2 separate regions of the Sus scrofa genome follow, and region 2 is linked to region 1. A link is a contact called in public promoter capture Hi-C data. All regions are on one chromosome and are shown on one strand. Each heading gives the region's core, a stretch centred on a gene start, on an enhancer-like site or on the middle of the called end of the contact. The rest is flanking DNA. Distances are from core to core; before and after follow the strand shown.

The links. Promoter capture Hi-C pulls out the DNA fragments that hold promoters and counts their contacts.
Region 2: a promoter capture Hi-C map of liver shows a contact between it and region 1, with 4 times the contacts expected there. The contact joins the promoter of CCDC166 here to the promoter of ZNF251 in region 1. A contact is called at or near these places in 1 of 5 promoter capture datasets (liver) and 1 of 2 datasets of contacts at active chromatin or transcription factors (alveolar macrophages).

Annotation. Positions count from the first base shown.
Region 1 is chr4:184,990-188,161 of Sscrofa11.1, forward strand. ZNF251 (zinc finger protein 251) reads left to right here and starts at 1,700. Exons shown (of 6, transcript XM_021090452.1): 1 at 1,700-2,507; 2 at 2,620-2,652; 3 at 2,909-3,041. The coding sequence starts at 2,505. LOC102158405 (a long non-coding RNA gene) reads right to left here and starts at 1,579. Exons shown (of 3, transcript XR_002343681.1): 1 at 409-1,579.
Region 2 is chr4:918,811-921,982 of Sscrofa11.1, forward strand. CCDC166 (coiled-coil domain-containing protein 166) reads left to right here and starts at 1,622. Exons shown (of 2, transcript XM_013993490.2): 1 at 1,622-2,554; 2 at 2,648-3,172. The coding sequence starts at 2,114.

The DNA of each region.
Region 1 (3,172 bases), core at 450-2,949:
TGCTGTGAGCTGTGGTGCTGCAGCTCTGATTTGATCCCTAGCCTGGAAACTTCTGTATGCTGTTGTGTGCCATTAAAAAAAAAAAGAAGGGGAGTTCCCATCGTGGCTCAGTGGTTAACGAATCCAACTAGGAACCATGAGGTTGCAGGTTCGATTACTGGCCTTGCTCAATGGGTTAAGGATCCAGCGTTGCCGTGAGCTGTGGTGTAGGTTGCAGACGCGGCTCGGATCCCGCGTTGCTGTGGCTCTGGCGTAGGCCGGTGGCTACAGCTCCGATTCGACCCCTAGCCTGGGAACCTCCATATGCCGCGGGAGCGGCCCTAGAAATAGCAAAAAGACACACACAAAAAAAGACGAAAATTAATTATAATAACATGATAACTTAAAAAAATAATAAAACGCACGCACTGGTTTTAGCAAAAGGGAGGTCATTAGTGCAGGGAACAGCTCTGTACATTTCCACACTGGCCATGTGGCCAAGGCTGAGTTGCAGCCTGAGCTGAGTCTTGGCAGAATGCCGGAGGCTCCCTGGAAACAAAGGAAGACAATCAATCTTGTAGAATCAACTGTGATGCCGTCTTTACTGGACTTTCCATTTTGTTTCCCTTGGGGTACAGCTGCAGAGCAAAGCTGCCTGGAGGTAGTTTGGTTTGGAGTTGATGCCAAGCAACAGAGGAATCTGCTGTCTGTGCTTCCTGTCATCTTGTGGGTCTGAGGAGCCTAAGAAATAAATGATCTGTCATTTGTGCTCCTTGCTGAGGGAATCTACAGAAATGTGGTCGTGATCCTGTCACCTGCTGTGCTGTTATGCATGGACTGTTTGCCCGGCAATTGGCAACCCTATAAGCTGGAGGTGTATCAATTCAGAAAGCCTCAGAAAATAAGGCAATCAAATATGTACTTTGCAGTCTTAAAACTAGAGTGATGTGCTTCCTTTCAGCCTTTTATCCTTTTATCCAAGTGCTCACCCAGTATTTACAGAATGCTTCCTACGCTCCTGCCGCTGCTGTAAGGCTGGTGGTTTCCTAGTGGACAAAACACAGCACTAGTACTACCTGATCTCATGGGGCTGCATACTCGGCTGCATTGATTTCAAGACTGCTCATCAGACCCCGCCAGCAGCAACACACTCTCCAGCCTGGCAGCGTTTTAATCCCGTGTGACGTCTCTGCACGGTGTTTAAAGTTTTGGATATCCTCCTGCTACCTGACTGCCTCGAGCTCAGACCTGAACCGGTGGCCTGATTCCAGCAGCGCGTCTGGAAGACAAGAGGGTCCTCGGTGTCACCTAACGTCCCTACCCTTACCCCGTCCCTTCCTCCTCCGAGTGACAGGTGTGATTTAAACACCTTCACTCTGCGTCCTTATTTGCGAGCTTGTGCTCGTTACCGACAGGAACGCAGCTGAGTGAGCCCCGCCGCCGGACTGGAGCGATCCGGCGACACGTGCGGCCCTGGAGACGGAGAGGAGGGCAGAGCGGGTCCGACTCGAACCTCCGCCCAGCCCGGAGCCAAGAGCAAGGCATAGCGGGACGGGTCCGCTGAACCCCGGCCGCCCGGAAGGGCGGGGCCGGGACCACGCGGCCGCTTCCGGCCGGATCGTCCCCGTGGGCCGTCCTGGGGCACCGGCTGCGGCGCCCTCCGCGGCCACCCGGCGGGGCGGGGCGTCCTGCGCGTGCGCAGCGCGGCCCGGGCGGCCCTGCCCCGCCGCGGGCTGACCGGTGCGCGCAGGTGTGCAAGCCGGTCGCGTGCGCTCGCCTGGGGCGCGAGCCTTAGAGGGGCGCCTGCCGGCGGGGCGCGCTCTAGTGCGGTGGGCGGGCCCCGGGGACCGAGGTGCGTCCGGGCGGAGCTTCGGGAGGTTTCAGCCAGGGTCGCGTTGGCCAGGGGCCGCCGCGCGGAGCTTTCAGGGGAGGCCTGCCCCGCGGAGCGTCGGCACCCAATGGCCTGGGGGCGCCGGAGAAGCGGCGGGCTGTGCCTGTAGCCCCGGGCGGCCGGAGCTCGCGAACCCGAGGAGTCACCGGGCCCGCAGGGCTGGGAAGAGGTCGGAGGGGAGTCTGTTGGCAGAATGAGGAAGCGACCGCAGCCTGGCCTAAGGAGCAGCCAGGATTGGGAGGCCGATTTGGAAGCTGGGGACCAAGCGGTGAGAAGGACGCAGGCTTCCAGCTGCACCCTCAGTAGCTCAGCCCACCCGGCCGCCCAGTCCTCTCATCCTGTTGGTGGGGTGCGGTTCTTTGCTTCAGGTTGTCCTGGGACGCTGGGTCACTGGAGCTGCCAGCTTGCACCCTCACCTCCCGGCCCCACTGGGCCCACGAGGGCCATTTGGGCCCTTGCTCCCCCATTCTAGGGAGTTTCAGTGGGATTCTGGCCAGTCCGACTCGCGTTGGCTTGTGATTGCCTCTGACCCGCAACGTTTATGAGCGACTTTACGCGTGGCCCCAGGAGGCCACTCCAGGAACCCAATTCTGCCGTCCTTCACCAGGCCCTTGGAAGCTAATGGAGTGACTGAATGGTATTGAATGGGTCTGGGTGTGGGCCTCTGCCCCTTGACGGTGAGCTGGGGGAGGCCGGGCCAGGGCTGCCCCCTCAGGTCCCGAGTCTTCCCTAAGATCCCACTCCCCCAGGATGGCTGCCACACTTGGCTTCTGGCGCCCCAGGTGAGTTCACCTTCCTCCCTGTCCTCCCCCCTCTGGAGCGGTGAGCCCAGCACGCCGAGAAGCCAGGAGCCCTAGCACCCCAAGGACAGGGCTCTGGGATCCAACCCCCAACCCCCCCCCCCCCCCCCCCCGCCAGAGGGCTGCTGGGGGACTAGCTGGGTCTCAGGACGGAAGAGGGCAGCTGGCCCTCTGGCTGACCACCACAGGTCCACCCAGTGGGCACAGCCCCGCGGGCAGCACCCACCTGTCGTTGCAGGAGGTGGTGCCGCTGACCTTCCAGGACGTGGCTGTGTACTTCTCTTGGGAGGAAGGGCGGCAGTTGGGCCCAGACCAGCGGACGCTATACAGGGACGTGATGCTGGAGAACTACGGGCACGTGGCCTCGCTGGGTGAGGCTCTCCGCCAGCTCACGGTGGGGCCTCTAGGGAGCTGGGGACGCTGCTTGCCAGTTTGGAGCTCAGAGAAGAGGGTCCTGCCCCTCGTCCCCAGGTTCCAATCTGGTCTCTGCATATTCCTCATG
Region 2 (3,172 bases), core at 372-2,871, 730 kb after region 1:
AATTAGAAATATGGACACGTGGCGTTCCCGTGGTGACTCAGCGGAAACGAACCTGACTGGCATCCATGAGGACACAGGTTCCATCCCTGGCCTCGCTCAGTGGGTTAAGGATCTGGCATTGCCGTGAGCTGTGGTGTAGGTCACAGACGAGGCTCAGATCTGGCATTGCTGTGGCCGTGGCGCGGGCCAGCAGCTACAGCTCCAATTCGACCCCTAGCCTGGGAACCTCCACATGCCACGGGAGCGGCCCCCTGCCCCCCCAAAAGATGGAAATTCCACATGGTCTTGAAGTTTGTCATTTTATTATTTATAAATTACATTTTTTACAAAGAGGCACATGCCCCAAATGTGTCCCCAAATTTAAAAGGCTCTGCCACACCTCTGGTGCAGGTGCCACTAGCTGGAGCAAGTCCAGCCAGAGGAGCGACTTACCAGGCTCCAAGAGCAACTTCCTGGAGTTCCTACTGCAGCGCAGTGGGATCAGCGATGTCCCTGCAGTGCCAGGACGTGGGTTTGATCCCCGCACGTCACAGTGGGTTAAAGGATGGGACGGTGTCACAGCGGCAGCAAAGGTCGAAGCTGCAGCTCGGATCTGATCCCCGCCCTGGAACTCCATATGCTGTGGGGCAGCCAAAGGGGGAAAAAAAAAGCCACCTCCTAAGACAGTTTTCAACATAAGCCTTCCTACAAATGTGGTTTCCTAAACCGTGCCCCCCACAAAGTTACAAGTCAGCAATCCTTGAACTTGTTTTTCTTGCAGCAAATGTGGGCAGACCTGGACAGAACCTTGACTGTATGACGGCAAGACCGAAACGTGTAGATTAAAGTTACTTGTCTAAGGCATCTGACAGGATGGGAGGCTCGACGCTCTGCTCACTCTCTGGGCAAGGAGGGGTTTACGATGTTGTTTCCGCAATGCTAATGGCAGAAGGAGCCCAGCCAAATCGCTGGACGTGCCCTTCCTCTCCAGCCACGCTGGCCAGCTGGGAAAGAAGGCCCAGGTCCAGCGGCGGGTGGGATATCGGGGACTGATGCTGCACGTGTGGGCTTAGGAGCCCAGAGAGGAAACCCCAGAGAGAGACAGACACACTGCACTGATGGATGGCATTTTGGCGTGCTCGACCCTCGCAGAGGCCCTAACTCCCACGAAGGCTCCAGGACAGGCAGGAATCATGAAGCGCCTCGAGGAAAACCAGGGTCCCCGGAGCGATAAGAAGCTGCGGGGAAGCGCTCTGTCCTGAAGAGATATAGGGACATTTCACGTGTGTGTGGTGGGGGAGGCCAGGAACCTGGCGAGGACTCTCGCCATATGGGGACAAGTGGGGGAAGAGCCCATTGGTGTACAGTCCGCAAAGGGCCCGAGTCTGGCACGTGGAGTGGGCGCACCTCTGACGGCTGCCGTCTGTTAGAAGCAAGCCCAGGAGTTCCCGTCGTGGCGCAGTGGTTAACGAATCCGACTAGGAACCACGAGGTGCGAGTTCAGTCCCTGCCCTTGCTCAGTGGGTTAACGATCCGGCGTTGCCCTGAGCTGTGGTGTAGGTCGCAGACGCGGGTCGGATCCAGTGTTGCTGTGGCTCTGGCGTAGGCTGGTGGCTACAGCTCCGATTGGACCCCTAGCCTGGGAACCTCCATATGCCGAGGGAGCGGCCCAAGAAATAGCAAAAAGACAAAAAAAACAAAGCAAGCTCAGCATCGCCCTCCAGGGAAAGCCGAAGTCCTGCGCGCCTGGGGTTTGCAGCGAGCACACAGGCCGTCATGCACGGACTCCTCCGAGTGAGGGAGTCGGGGGTAATGGAGAAAGGCGAGTCGGGCCATTGCCCTGGCAACGGGGCGCGGGGGGGTGGTGGTGGTGGGGAGTGGGGAAGAGCGACTACGTTCTGTTTCCATGCAGACCGCAACTCCACTAAAGGTGGGCGAGCCCCGACGGCCGGCCAAGATCCGGAAAGAGACCACTAGCAAAGGTTGGCGACGATGCCCTGACCCCTGATGGACCGCAACCCCCTGATTCCGGCCTCCAACCTCGTGACCCTGAGACGCTTCCAGCCCCGCCAGAACATTCGGGCCGGAGGAGGGGAAGGGCGGAGCTGGAGTGGCGGGCTGGGGGACCCCAGCCATGGCGCCCAAGAAGAAGCGCGGGACAAGCGCGGGGCGCCGGTCGGGCGCGGGGGGAGAGGGCGCCGAGCCGCCGCTGTCGGAACGCGCTCAGTACCTGCAGCGCGAGTACAAGCTGCTCTCGGAGCAGCTGGACGCCTGCGAGCAGCGAGTGGACCAAGTGCTGCGGGACAACGCCTTCCTCGACCGCGAGGCGCTGCGCCTGCGCGAGGAGAACCGGCTCTACGCCAGTTACGTGAGCGCGCGCGCCCAGCGCTGCGCCAACGCCGTCGTCCGGCTGGAGGAGCAGAACCGCGTGGACTTGACGCTGATCCACTGGCAGCGGGCGGAGCTGGCATCGCTCTACCGCGGGCGTGAGGACGGGGTGCGCGCGCAGCTGCTGGAGATGGAGGCGCGCGCGGCGCAGATGGCGCAGCAGGTGCAGGCGTTGCAGCCCTACAAGGCCAGTGCGCACCCTCCCGCGGGCGGGCGGGGCGGGAGCTGGGCGAGGTGGGTGCGCGTCGTAGACCCGCGCTGACCCGCGCGCCCGCCGCAGGAGCTGCAGCTGGAGCAGTTGGCCCGGATCCGGACGCTGGAGCGCGAGCTGCTGCACATGCGCGTGGAGCACACGCAGCTGCTCCACCGCGTGAAGCGGCGCTTCCTGGAGGACAAGGCAGCCTTCGAGCGCGAGGCGCGCCAGCGCGTGCAGTCCCTGGCGCGGCGTGCGGAGCGTGAGGCGGCGCGCGCGCTCTTCGCGCACACTCAGGCCATCAGAGCGGACAACGGGCGCCTGCGGCAGGAGCTGCTGCGGCTGCTCCGCCGGGCCCAGCTGCTGCACGACATGCGGCGCCAGTTGCTGGAGCAGCGGGAGCAGCTGCGGCGCGAGCACGAGGACACGCGGGACTTGGCGCGCGTGCATGGCTGGCTCTCCCGCGGCCCCGAGGGGCCGCCGCTGTGGCAACCGCCGTCGGCTGCCTCACCCCCGGGGCCGTTCGCCTCCTCCACCAGCCCGCTGCGCGCCTTCTCCCGCGTTCCCTCAGCCTGTGCCTCACGGAACCCGTCTCAGGTCTCGTGGCGCCCG